2 separate regions of the Mus musculus genome follow, and region 1 is linked to region 2. A link is a contact called in public Hi-C data. All regions are on one chromosome and are shown on one strand. Each heading gives the region's core, a stretch centred on a gene start, on an enhancer-like site or on the middle of the called end of the contact. The rest is flanking DNA. Distances are from core to core; before and after follow the strand shown.

Region 1 (6,954 bases), core at 4,154-6,653, 35 kb before region 2:
GTGTCATTAATTTCATGTTAAAATTCATATTTTGTTAAAATAACTAGAAAGCCAAAAACATGAAGATGATACAAGTAAACTGGAGTTCTCTGACCCACAGGAAAACTTAACAAAGCTTTATAGAGGAGAGGGATGGTGATGTGAGGATCCCTCATCACTAGGATTCTGATAGTATCACAGCTATGTGAAGTCCTCTTCCTAGCATGATTCAACAAACTAGCATTTGTTGAGGGCCTGTAATAAATCTGACAAACAGACATAGACTATCACTAAAATGAACTAATAGTCATTGAATGTACTTAAACGGGGACTATGATAGGCACTGAAGATTCATAGGGAATAAAAGATTGTTCTTGCTGTTGTAGCTTACAATTTAGTGATGGCAAAGAAGACTGACAGAAAATGGTGACATTTGGATAATTAAGGTGAGGGGAGGTGTGGATTGGCATTTCAAATGGAGGCACTAGCTTGAACAGACATAAGATAAGAAATAGCAGGCTGGGTTGGTGACATGGCTCAGCGGTTAAGAGCACTGACTGCTCTTCCAGAAGTCCTGAGTTCAATTCCCAGCAACCACATGGTGGCTCACAACCATCTGTAATGGGGTTTGATGTCCTCTTCTGGTGTGTCGGAAGACAGCTACGGTGTACTCATAATAAATAAATAAATCTTCAAAAAAGGATATAGCAGGTTATGATAAGTAGCATCCAAGCAACAAAGGAAATAGAAAAAGATGACAGAGACAGGTTAGATCCAGTTTTGGATGCCATGTTCCAGAGCTTGGACTCTATCCTGACAAGGAAGGAGAAACTAGACTAAGCTTAATCAGGACAGCAGTTCATTTAGCTCTGTACTTTTGGTATTTTAATCAAGTAACAGGCTGAAGGACAGATGTTAGCGTGACAAGGATAGAGGTAAGACAACTAGTTAGGGTAGAAAAAGAGGCCTGAATCGGAGAAGTGGCACTGGAGAAGAATATAAGCAAATCTAAGTCCTATATCAATCATTTTTTGATGCTTCACTTTGGGAAACATGAGAAGAAAAGGGAGGTAACAAGAGATACACACTCAACTGAAACGGAGAATAAAGAACAAAAAGGCACATGAGAGTGAAGTAGTCCAGGTAAAAGCCTCAGTAGTGTCTGGTACAGAGATACACATTTGGAAACACTGGATTACTAGATCACAAGAAGCAAGAAGAGACCATTTAAGATGTGTAGACAGTAAAAGTAGAGGACTAAGCACAAAATCCTGAAGATCACTGGTATTTAAGAAGCAAGAAAGGAAGAAGACTGTGAATGAAAAATATACACCGGGCAAGCACTCTATTATAAAACTATACATACTACCAATGTCTGATCATAGTGATCTCGATTGAGGCCAGATTCTTCACAGTTAAGGTGGCAGAACCCAGCCGAGAGGAAGTATCTATGGCATATGTATGTACTTTAAAGAAATTTGGTGAAGAGAGATTAGAGGGCAGGTAAAAGGGATGTGGGTATCAGAAGGTTTTTGTCATAGAAGGATTGAATAAAATTACAGGACAATCTAGACTAGATTCTAAGGAGAATCAAAGTAAAGCACTATTGGAGCCAGGGGCTAACACGGAACAAAGACCTTGGGTGGAGGCTAGAAGAGAAGGGTATGAAAAGCAGAAGAGATGAGTTTTAGGTAAGGAACTCCTTGAATTGCAATGTTGGGAAAACTCAGATCTAATAAAGAGCCAATGCAGATTTGTAGCTGTACAGGACACGATTAAATGGAATTTTAAGAAAATTAGTTTGGCACAAGCATACACAATGAAGCGGGGAGAGGCAGCAGGCTGTGCCTATAATTCAAGAAGGGGATGGCAACTCAAGCAAGAGTATTGCCAAATAGGAATAGAGAAAATGAAAAATCTTAACAAATTTCCAAATATATGATGATACAATTCTGGGAAAACTGGATATAGGGCAATTCAAGGAGAAGAATCAAAATGACTCAAAGATTTCAGATATTACCCTGGGAGAGTAGAATTTTGGTGTTACCACTATAAATGTGGCAACTAGAAATACAACCCATTTGGGGGGAAAAATGTTAGCCGGGTGTGGTGGCGCACACCTTTGATCCCAGCACTCGGGAGGCAGAGGCAGGTGGATTTCTGAGTTTGAGGCCAGCCTGGTCTACAAAGTGAGTTCCAGAACAGCCAGGGCTATACAGAGAAACCCTGTCTCAAAAACAAAACAAAACAAAACAAAACAAAACAAAACAAAATGTTGAGTGTAAGATACACTGAGTTACAATCAGGTTAAACATACTATCTTAAATATTTATCTCCTAGTCATGGTAAAAAGCTACAAAATACTTCCGTCTTTTTTAAAAATCCAGTTGATGGCAACACCTCAATTTTTAAACTTTGAATAGAAGCAAATCTTCTATAGATGAAGACTGAACAGAGGATAGAAAAAGGCCAGTATACAGGAGAAGAAGAAATAGTTCACTCACATTGGTACAGGGCCAGGGTTGTAGCTCAGAGATACAGCATTTGCCTGGATGCACAATGCTGTAGTTTGAGTTTCATCACCACAAAACCAAAGAAAACCAATATAACATATAGTTTAGGGTAATCAACACATGCCTATGCCAGAAAAAAAATGAAACAAAAATTGGTATTTTAGATGTATTAGTTTAAGATTATTTGTTAAGGATTTTGCTTCATTTGACAGATGGGATGTTCTGTTATTATAGTTCATGTTTCTGATACCAAACAAACATTTTACTAACAACAGGGTCTCACTCTGTAGCCCATGCCGGCCTGGAACTCATGTGTTCCAGTTTGGCCTTGAACTCATGACACTCTCCCTGTTTTAATCTACCAAATGATGGTATCACAGGCTTCACCATGTCTGGCTTCTAAACATTTAATCTTCTTCTTAAAAATGTTAGATATTTAGCATTAAATGTTCTTCCTAAATGAGAAAATGTGTACAATAAAGCTAAACAATTTTCATGTTTAGTAATTTAAGACTGGCTTACACTTTTCAGAGTTTTCTTCAAATAATTAACACTAAGATGCTATTAGTGCCATTCCTTTACACCTAACTCCAGAATTTTAAAACTGTGTGTGTGTGTGTGTGTGTGTGTGTGTGTGTGTGTGGTGATAGCAGAAAATTATACCTATAAGAGGCTAGCCACAGCAAACCTCAGAGCTCTGTTTTAAATGAGAACAAGGAAATTGGTTGTGTGGAAAATAGAATGGAGCCACAAAGAAGTTTTAGAGAACTTAAATTATGCTTCCTTGCTATGTAATCATTGCTTGAATTGTAGAAAATAATGGGGGGAGTTGGAAGATAAAATTATGGGTCAGGATAGAAAATACCTTTTCTTTGTCTAGTCATGGAAAATTATCTGCATAAAAAGTCTGGAAAACGAGACAGCAAGTGTGGTGGGCATGATAGTATTTTAGAATTTCATGGAATGAAAAACAAAACAAAACAAAACAAAAAAGAAGCCTGGATACCAGAATCATAATTAGTTTGAATAATGGTCTCCCTAGTGACAAAAGAAATGGAAGGAAAATGGTGCAGGAAGTTGGCACCTGAACATTACAGGTTATCTGCAAAAATCTTGGACTAAGAAAAAAAACTGTCTTCAAATTACCTAATAAAAAATAAGGCCCAAAAGTCACCTCCAAAGCCTTCCACAATTGACAAACATTTGGTAATACATACATTCAATGATTTAAAAGGTGTATTACAGTCAAAATAGTTAACATGTTAAAAATTAAGAGATAGCGTACACACTGGATGATTTCGTACTAGCACTCAATTGAGTCAAAGGGACTATGTGAGCCATGATAAAAATTAAAGAGAGTGTGACTTGATAGGAAGGCGCAAATATAGTTTGAAAATGCAGTAAAAGACACCACAGTCAAGAGCATGAACACGACACCATATTCAAACTCTCAAGTATGTGCAATCCAAGCAATAAAAATGAGGAAGCACTCTTCAAAGCCCAGTGATCAATTTTTTTCTTACTGTGCAACAAAGATGATAAGAAGTCCTTGCACACTTTATTTCCTTAAATATGACATAGGATTCAATGTAAAAGAAGTCATCTGGGTTGAGTTTTAAAGAAATTAAACTCAATTCATTAAGGGCTAATTTCTATATACTTAATATACTTAATATTTGTATATTTAATGTCTGGACATACACGATTCCCTGTAGACATCTTAAATTATTTCAGAGCCAAAGGGGGTTAGAAACCACGCACTCAGAACCCTTCATTTTGGAGATGAGGAACCCAAGGCCTGGAAGTAAGAATCAACTGACCAAGGTCACAGTGCCAGTAAGAAGGGAAACTGAGATTTAGCAACCAAGATCTCTCACTCTGTATCCATTGCTCTTTCTACTTTGCATAGGTTCCTATTAACCTGAAACTCTAAGGATATGATATTAAAGGAACGTCAGAGTAGTGCGTTCAACAGAGAAAGGATGACGATATTCATTCATTAGGTAGGAAGAATGGATGGACAAATATGTGGGTGGATGAATACTTATATTATTCACAAAATGCATCACATTTTTGTTTTGTTTTGTTTTTGAAGAACCCAAACCTAGATCATGTCACCTGCCACAGCAGTCGCCGTTTTCCACTAGCCATCAATCTTGGCAGCAGAGAAGTCTAGTACATCCTGCAGTTTAGAGACTATTCACTTGCCAGCGCACGAACGAGCAGATCGCCCCTACTTCAGTCTCTCTGGCTCCCTACCCTGCAACTCCATGTCCTATGCTCACTCTTTCCTCAGGGTCGATGCAGCGTTATCTCCCACCCCCTTCTTTTACACGATACCTATTCAACCTGCGGTTTTGCCATTTTGACCAGGTGCCCTTTGCTAAGAGTACGCTTTAGTCAGCCCTCCCCCCACTCCGCAGGCCCCTCAATGCCCTTCTCATTCGGTTTGTCGTCAAATCTCAGCCTCTGCAAGCCCCCGACCCCAATCGCTTACACAGTGATGTGGCCGGCGCCGCGCACCAACACAGGGTCTGGGGCATATCTCCGCAGATGCTCCTCGCTCACTACCCGAGGCGGGGGCGGCACCTCCTCCTCCTCTTCTTCCTCGTCCTCCTCCTCTTCATCCTCCTCTTCTTCCTCCTCCTCATCTTCCTCGTCCTCATCGGGCCCAGATACCGACGACGACGACGACGACGACGGAGACGACGATGGAGACGACGACGATGTTGCTGCCTCTTCTTCTTCCTCCAATTCCGAGATGGTGTCGAACTCCGCCATGTTGGGCAGCAGGATGCTCATCACGTGACCGCACGATAGCCGCCACTCTCCCGGAGAAGAGTTTGAACCTGCGGAGCTGCTGGGAGAGGAGGGGGAACAGACTGAAGAGAAAGAGGAGGGGGCGGGGAAAGCGCTTGAGGAGACGCGCCTGCGTGTTGGGTAGATGGCGCGGGGGTTGGAGGCGGGGGCATGAGGGACCAGGGAGTAAATTCGGTGTACGCTTGCGCGCCTCCAAGGGGAGGGGGCCGGTAGAGGTGAACTCCAGGGAATTCTCGAGGTCCGGTCTGCGGGTGCTGATCTTCATACTGCGTTTCGGACGTCAGTCTCTTGTACACAGGGGACGTTCTCGTTTTAGTGTCTGTTAATTAATGCGGGATATATTTGCCTTTATGCAGACAGTTGAGGTAAAGCAAATTCTATAAAAGAGAGTTTAGGACATTGCCCAAAATATCTCAAGGTACGCATATGTCATTCCCTTACGCAGAGATTGTTCAATTCTGAGAAAAGGGTAAACATTTTTCAAAGGAGGAAACTTTCTATTAATTTCTTACGTTGAATGGTACTTTGCGGACTTGCTAAGCATCATAGACTGTGCTAAGTGCTCTGTGTACTTATCTCATTTAATCTCCCCACAACCCTATGAGGGGTGTACCACATTGAGTCTCATATCACACAAGGGCAATCTATATACAAAGAGAATAAATAATTTGTCCAAAGACATGGAACTAATAAATGACAATGAGCTTTTAAATCCAGAGTCTCGTCTGACTCCCAAAGCTCTGTTCTTTTAGCCAAACAGCCATGGTGCCTAAAGTTGATTGGAAAGAATGGGCGAAGTGGTGCATTTTGGTTGGTTCTTATAAATAAGGATACACAGGTTTGCAATGGGTGTTCTGAAGCCGGCATAGTGGCACATACCTCTAAGCCCAGCATTTGGGAGGCAGAAGCAGGAGAATCTTTTGAGCCTAGCTTACAGAGCTCATTCTAGGACAGCTAGGGTTACAAAGAGAAAAAGAGAAACCCTTCTGGGAAGGGAGGGAGGGAGGGAGAGAGGGAGGGAGAAAGAGAGAGAGAGAGAGAGAGAGAGAGAGAAGGGAGAGAGAGAGAGAGAGAGAGAGAGACTGGGGTTGGAGAAGAGGAGCTGTAGAGTGTGCAGCAGAGGGTATGCCAGTTTAGAGACACATTAATTAACGTCACCCATTCTATAGATTCCAAGCTGTATTCTTTCAAATACCATAGCTCATGTAATTCAAACACTCTTGTGAGGTAGGCATCTTTATATGTCTTTTATAGATGAAGAACTGATGGGCTGGAGAGATGGCTCATCAGAAGCACTGGCTTTTCCAGAGGGGCCTGGTTCAATTCCCAGCACCCACATGCCTGCTCACAAGTGTCTGTAACTCCAGTTTCTCCAGGGATCTGACACCCTTACATAGGCATACCTGTAGGCAAAACACTGATGTACATGAAGTTAAAAAAATCATTAAAAAAGAGGAAGAGTTGAATATCAGAAAATTTAAACAATTCATTCAGGTCGGTAGTGACTTGCTCTCTTTTTTTTCCCATTCAAACATTCTACCTCATCTTTACATTGCTAAAATACATAGATTACCTATTTTGAGTTACTAGGTAATGCACCAACTGGTTCATATCTGTCAGTGGCACCGAATTTTGCAATTAA
Region 2 (6,883 bases), core at 539-3,038:
CCCCAGAGGGGTGAATGTGATAGACAAATGTCACTAATGTCCTCTAATGACAGGGAACAAGTATTGGAATAATAAGAAAATGTTAAGAGAACAACCACAGCTGTAAACAAACATGTCACTGGCTCCCAGTCTAAGAATTACAGTGGAGTCTTCATTTCCTCTAAGCTCGCGCCTCCCTCCCCACCAGCTAGCTGCTCCCAGTTGCCCGCCAGGGCTTATTGGTCAGCGACATTAGACCTTAAACTGGGGTCCTTACACCTTTTAGTGTTTTGACGCTGTCGCAGACTTGCATTCTGCTTCTGCATTTGTGGCCACCTGCTGAAATAGCTATGAGAGCTTTAGGCACTTAGTGGCGGGGGTGGGGGGGGGGAGATAATAATACTTGGAACAGTTGGGTTGTGTGCCTGGCGGATGTAAGGATTGTGTCCTATGAAATGACAGCTCAGTTCTGTAACCTTGTTCACCTTAACGCTTCCTTCGGTTGGTAGGGACATTGGAATAGGCTTCAAGACATTTCTAATTTGGGCGACGGAAGATGTAGCTTCCTTAGGCATCTTGTATCGAGGGCCGTTTTTTGCCTTGGAAGCCTTCTTAGGCTCGGCCGTCGGTTGCCAGCTAAGCACCTACTAAGTTGAGCATCACAAGTTTTCAGCGAGGCTGCATACCGCGGTAGGGAAAGATTTGGAGATAAAACCGGCAAGCACCATGACAACCTTAGCTGTCCTTCACCCTGTTCATCATGATGTGCTTCTGGTTTTTTCCCTCCGGACAACGACAGGATTGGATCCCGATCCTTGTGGTTCATCAGGAACACTGTCCATACCCTTACTCCCTTGACTTATCTGGAAAGGGTAAAGCCAAACCAAACCAAAACCCAACCAACCAACCACCTAAACAAACAAACAAACAAACAAACCCACCTCAACAACCCCCAGGAGAGGTTTAGTTCCAAGCGCTACTTTTAACCGGCTTTGAACCTAGGCGCAAAGGAGGGAACTACTGATCCCATCAGCCAGCTACGCTGTGGGCTGCTTAGTTGAACTCTCCTACGGGGACGTAGAGTGAAGAGTAAGAGGGTAGCGGACCAAGGGTAGAGAAGAGAAGAAACAGCGGAACGATGGATTACTCACCCGTCACCTGCACAGTTTTGCGCATCCATGCGTAGGGGCTGTGACGGCTCCTGCTGGGAGAAGTGGCGCCTGAGGTGCCGGAGTCAAGAGAAACCAGTGACTCGCTGGCCGCGTCTGGCAAGCTACCGCCGTTGCTTGCACCGCTGGTGGGGCCCAGAGTGCTGTAGTCTGGGGATCCGAAAACTGGGGAGGTCATGTCATTCATGGGCACTGTGCCCATTGTACTGGGCGGCCCAGGGTATGTACTCCAGTCTTCCCGGGGCGGACTGTAGGGTGAGCTCCAGGCTCCCAGCGAAGGCCCGTGAGGATCCATGTTGGACATATGAGGGTAACCCACGTAGTGTGGGTAAACTGGGGCTGCAGTAAAGTTGGAGGCAGGCAGAGGACTACCACTGCCCCCAGAGGTGCCCACTCCGGCTGTACTGCTTCCTCCAGGGCTCCTGAGAGTGCCTGGGTACATGCCCGCTTCTTTTTCTAAAAGGCAGCTTCCATACATGGTGACTTGGATAGAAGAAGTTGCCCCTTAAGCCATCCTGAGGTCCCTGTAAACTTAGCGCCAACCCGAGTTTGAGACGCAAGAGACTATCAACGGTCAGCACTAGTAGCGCTGCTAGCTCCTCTGCGCGGCTCGGACTACTCCATCCTTCCTTTCCTACCCTAAATTTCCAGGTGACTGGTAGTGAGCCATAGGAGGGTTACCAAAGGCTGGGCTGACGTCAAGGGGCTTCAAGCTTTTACATAGCATTTGCATTCAAATGAAGGGCCACTTAACGTCTTCTTGTTCACTCCAAACACCTTCTCCCCCTAGCTCCTAGCCCATCAGCGCCACTTCAGGGACTCTTCTGGTTTCGTAGCACCACTTTTGCGCTTTTGGAGGCAGTTGTTCCTCAAGAAATTTCTCATTGGCTTCTTCAAAATGAGACTGAGAAGCGCAAAGTCTTGCTTCCTTTCACTGAGGCCTGCCTTTCCCTGATCTTCCAGAGCCCAGCTTGCTCTCCAGGTTTTCCCCTCTGCCCATACTCTCCTGTATGGACTTTCCAGCTGTTACTGGCCCATCATGCCACTGGCAAGGATTTTCCCTTCTCTCACACACAAGGAGAGGGCTTTGTTTCTCTGGACAGATAGATATTTGTTTCACAAATGTATATTCAGTATCCATAGTGGGTCAGGAATTGTTGTAGGCACTGGGAAACAGCACTGACATATACTTCTAGCTTCCTAAAGTTAGATTCCAGTTGGATGGAAGGTTACCTAATTAGATGCTAACAAATATGCACACATTAAAGAAGGAGAAGGAGGAGATGAAGAAGAAGAAGAAGAAGAAGAAGAAGAAGAAGAAGAAGAAGAAGAAGAAGAAGAAGAAGAAGAAGGAGCCATGAAAAGGGGAGAGAGCGCAAGTGGGTAGTGCATACTCTGAACTTCATAGTAATGTATTAGTTTCCGTCTGTCTTCTTCAAAGTCAGTGCCCTAAAGGACAGGAACTCATGGAGTTTGAAATCCATGGCAGCTACAGCAGACTTGCAATTTCCTTCCAAAAGTATGAACTAGGTAAGCACTCCACCACCTATATCCCAGACACAGTCACCCATTTAAAAAGAGGAGCCCCGGGGCCGGCGAGATAGCTCAGTGGTTAAGAGCGCCGACTGCTCTTCCGAAGGTCCTGAGTTCAAATCCCAGCAACCACATGGTGGCTCACAACCATCCGTAAAGAAATCTGATGCCTCTTCTGGAGTGTCTGAAGATAGCTACAGTGTACTTACATATAATAAATAAATTAAAAAAAAAAAGAGAGAGAAGCCCTGACTGCATCTGCATTATAAAGCAGGATTCTCAAAGATGACACCTGTAACCAGCTTGACTGCTATACTCATTCACTGAATACAGTTTTTTTGTTGTTGTTGTTGGTGGTGATGTTTTCCAGACAGGGTTTCTCTGTGTAGCCCTGGCTGTCCTGGAACTCACTCTGTAGACCAGGCTGGCCTCAAACTCAGAAATCTGCCTGCCTCTACCTCCCGAGTGCTGGGATTAAAGGTGTGCACCACCATGCCTGGATCTGAATACAGTTTTTGATAGCATTCTTGATCAGGTCTTTATTCAAATAAGTTGTCACCAATTATTTGACCCTTATGACATAGTACACATTTTAATAGTTTGTGCAACCTGCTCCCATACTCCACTCCCTTTGGTAGACTTCTTTTTCCTGGCTGGTTTCTTTTCAGTGACTGGGTTATTGGTAGTTGCAGCTTTTCCTTCTTTCCTTTTTACCTTTCTTGGCCTGTGGCCCTTGCTCTGAGCCGCATACTCTGCACTCTTTCTCTGCAGAGCCTTCCTTACACCCCTTCTCTTGCTCATCTATGTACCACCATTTCTGTATTCTTCTTTGCACCCCTCTCTGTACTGCCTTCCCCTGCACCCCCTCTTTGAACCCCATTCTTTGCACCCTTTTGCATCTCTTTCTTCTCAGCCTCTTCTTTACAGCCCTCTCCCCATCTGATTTGCTTTTGTTGAGGCCCCTACTTTCTTCACCCAGACTTTGTCTGGCTTAGTGAGGACTGTGTTCTGTTGCGGGGTCCTTGTGTGTGGGTTTAGTTCAATAAGATTCCCAGGTTCTTAGTAGATTCTTGTTCAGGAGTCTGATGAATCAGTGTGTGTTGTTTGCAGGGCTCTTTGGCTCTCTGGACTTCTCAAGATTCTGCTGAGGTCTGTACTGATCTTCTTGTACATGGGAAATCTATCATTATTCTTGAGGAAAACAGTTTTAAACCAAGTGGCAAATAATTCACCTAACTTCCAGAAAGCACTGTAAGTACAAATGTAGCTCTCCCATGTCCACCAGGAGCAGGAGCAGTCTGCTCACATTAAGCAGAGCAATTCCAAGGATTTTTTTTTTAAACGAAGATCTTGATGACACCATTGTCTTCATTGTAGGTGATGCAGGGTCCCCTGCAGGTCCACCACAATGACACTTGCTCATTTCGCTCTTGCCAGCTCTCATCTATGAAGACACATAGAGCTTTTAAAAACATTTTCATTAATTCTTTGAGAATTTCATACAGTGCCTTTTCATCATATTCATCCCTTCCTTCCTCTTCTTCCAGATCACCCCACCTCCTCCTTACCTACCCAACTTTGTATTCTCTCTCTTTTACAATTTACTTTTATTGCTTTTAAGTGCATGTGTATGAGTACATGTGTGTGTGTTGAGTGCAGGTACTTGAGGCCAGAGCTGGCTTGATGCTTCTGAAGCTGGAGTCACAGGTGGCTCTAAGCCACTGGATGCGGGCTCTAGAAATCCAATTCTGGTCTTCTGGAAGAGCTGTATATGCTCTTAACTTTGGACTATCTCTCCATCCCTTCTCCTTTGAAAACAAAACAAAACAAACAAACAAACAAAGAACCCACAACAACAACAACAAAAGAGACTAGTTTGTGTTGGTCAATTACTCTTGAGTGTGGGGGTCCATCTTGATGTTGTTCCAAGTTTCAAGTTTCTTAAGTTAAACAGTTGTTGTGGCCTTCTTGTAACCTTCACTCTTCAGCCAACAAAGAAAGTTCAGGAACTTCTTTAATATGATAACTTCTAGACATTAACACATTGCTAAGGCAGAGGTAGCCAGGTCACAACACATGGCATACAGGTTTTGGGCTCTATTCGCTTTATCATGCCAACAATGCCAGACATTGATTGAGGCACATGGGTGGTCTCCTCAATACAAATGTCCAAAGACATCTGACTAGATTAGTGGGTTCCACCACCTGAACTTCGAGAGTTCCAGCTGCAGTTTGGCCAGTATCAGGATCCAGCACTAGTCTATGAGTTGCTAATTCAGACAGTACAAAGCTGCCTATTGGTTTTCTGCAGGTTGGTTTGAACATATTCACAGTATCTTGTTAAATGGGAATCTTGAACATAGTGGACATATTCACAATTTCATCCCTTTTCAGAGTAAAGCAAAGAGGAAACAAACAACTCATCTTATTGAACAGGGAAAACATGAAGATACAAACTCTTCATGAGGTACACCTGCTCAGCCTCAGGCACCAAAGAATTCTGTTTATAGCAGAGCTTGTGTTCCTTCCCCCACACATATACACACTCAAGTTTTCTTTTAAGATCCAAGGAAAGCTAGTATTCCAAGGGTTCTTTTGAGAATGACCAGCACTCGCTCCTCCTGGGTTGGTTCAAAGCACAGAAGCCCACCTTGCCTCTAAAATGATGTCATATAGTGAGAGAAGCCAGTTTCCCACCAGAAACAGATGCATTGCATAAGTCAGATGCTTTTGGTTATTGTTTCCTTGTTTCTTTTTCTCCTGCAGATTTGTATTCTGTACCCTTTAGCCTTGCCTATTGGTCCCAAGAGCTGGTGAAAGCAGTGAACACTTCCACTCACTGTAGTAGACAGAGGAGAAGAACAAATACTTAAGTACTGGGTACTGAACTGTGGTAACTGTGGACACATCACCAATGAATAAAGCATCTGACCTTATTAAACTTGGATTCTATATTTACTTATTATTTATTGTGTGTGTGTGTGTATGTGTGTGTACCTATGTATGTGTTGGAATGTGGAGCTCAGAAAACAACTTGTAGAAATTGTGCTTCAGGCTGGAGTGGTCAAGAGCACTGACTGCTCTTCCGAAGGTCCTGAGTTCAAATCCCAGCAACCACATGGTGGCTCACAACCACCTTTAACAAGATCGGACTCCATCTTCTGGAGTGTCTGAAGACAGCTACAGTGTACTCACACATAAGAAATAAATAAATCTCTAAGGAAAAAAATAAGAAGTTGAGCTCCTTCTGCCATGTAGATCCTGATGATTGAACTTGAACTTACATTGGCAGGTTTGTCAGCAAGTATCTATTCCCTGAGCCATCTCACTTGTCGCTAAACTTGTATTCTAGTGGGATGTTATTAGAAAATTACATTTTGTGGTATGTCAAACATCAATCACTTTTAGGAAGGAGGAGGAGGAGGAGGAGGAGGAGGAGGAGGAGAAGAAGAAGAAGAAGAAGAAGAAGAAGAAGAAGAAGAAGAAGAAGAGAGATAGATGACATGAACTACTAGAGAGAGATGGTGCAGTTTTAAATGTTGTGGTAGCTAAGAACTTCTTTTAGAAGTAACATATGTATAAATTACAAAAGTTGATGGACTATGTCATGAGGAAGACTCTATACTAAGAGAACAAGTGAAAAGATAATGCTTGTTTTCTATTGGAGAAAGGCTTTGTAGTTAAAGAGCAAATGAGGTCCAAATGTTGAAGGGGGAGTGTACTGGCTAGTTTTGTGTCAACTTGACACAGCTGGGGTTATCACAGAGAAAGGAGCTTCAGTTGAGGAAATGCCTCCATGAGATCCAACTCTAAGGCATTTTCTCAATTAGTGATCAAGGGGGAATGGCCCCTTGTTGGTGGGACCATCTCTGGGCTGGTAGTCTTGGGTTCTATAAGAGAGCAGGCTGAGCAAGCCAGGGGAGGCAAGCCAGTAAGGAACATCCCTCCATGGCCTCTGCATCAGCTCCTGCTTCCTGACCTACCTGCCTGAGTTCCAGTCCTGGCTTCCTTGGTGATGAACAGCAGTATGGAAGTGTAAGCCGAATAAACCCTTTCCTCCCCAACTTGTTTCTTGGTCATGATGTTTGTGCAGGAATAGAAACCCTGACTAAGACAGGGGAGTAAGACTTTGTAAAGATTAGGTTTTTCCCTAAATGAGGTGGAAACATTGTAGAACTTTGAGTAGATGAATGCTATGGTGA

What was found. Hi-C and Micro-C count contacts between places; a contact is called where the count stands out from the background.
Region 1: a contact with region 2 is called in a Hi-C map of liver, with 3 times the contacts expected there. The contact joins the promoter of Chic1 here to the promoter of Cdx4 in region 2. A contact is called at or near these places in 12 of 39 promoter capture datasets (the 3T3-L1 cell line, 3T3-L1-derived adipocytes, the SN4741 cell line and 7 more), 1 of 15 datasets of contacts at CTCF or cohesin (CD8 T cells), 14 of 484 Hi-C or Micro-C datasets (cortical neurons, embryonic fibroblasts, embryonic stem cells and 6 more), 7 of 115 datasets of contacts at active chromatin or transcription factors (CD8 T cells, embryonic fibroblasts and embryonic stem cells) and 4 of 9 other capture datasets (adipose tissue, embryonic stem cells, liver and 1 more).

Annotation. Positions count from the first base shown.
Region 1 is chrX:103,354,925-103,361,878 of GRCm38.p6, reverse strand. Chic1 (cysteine-rich hydrophobic domain 1) reads right to left here and starts at 5,403. Exons shown (of 6, transcript NM_009767.2): 1 at 4,990-5,403. The coding sequence starts at 5,294.
Region 2 is chrX:103,316,303-103,323,185 of GRCm38.p6, reverse strand. Cdx4 (caudal type homeobox 4) reads right to left here and starts at 1,788. Exons shown (of 3, transcript NM_007674.3): 1 at 1,131-1,788. The coding sequence starts at 1,626.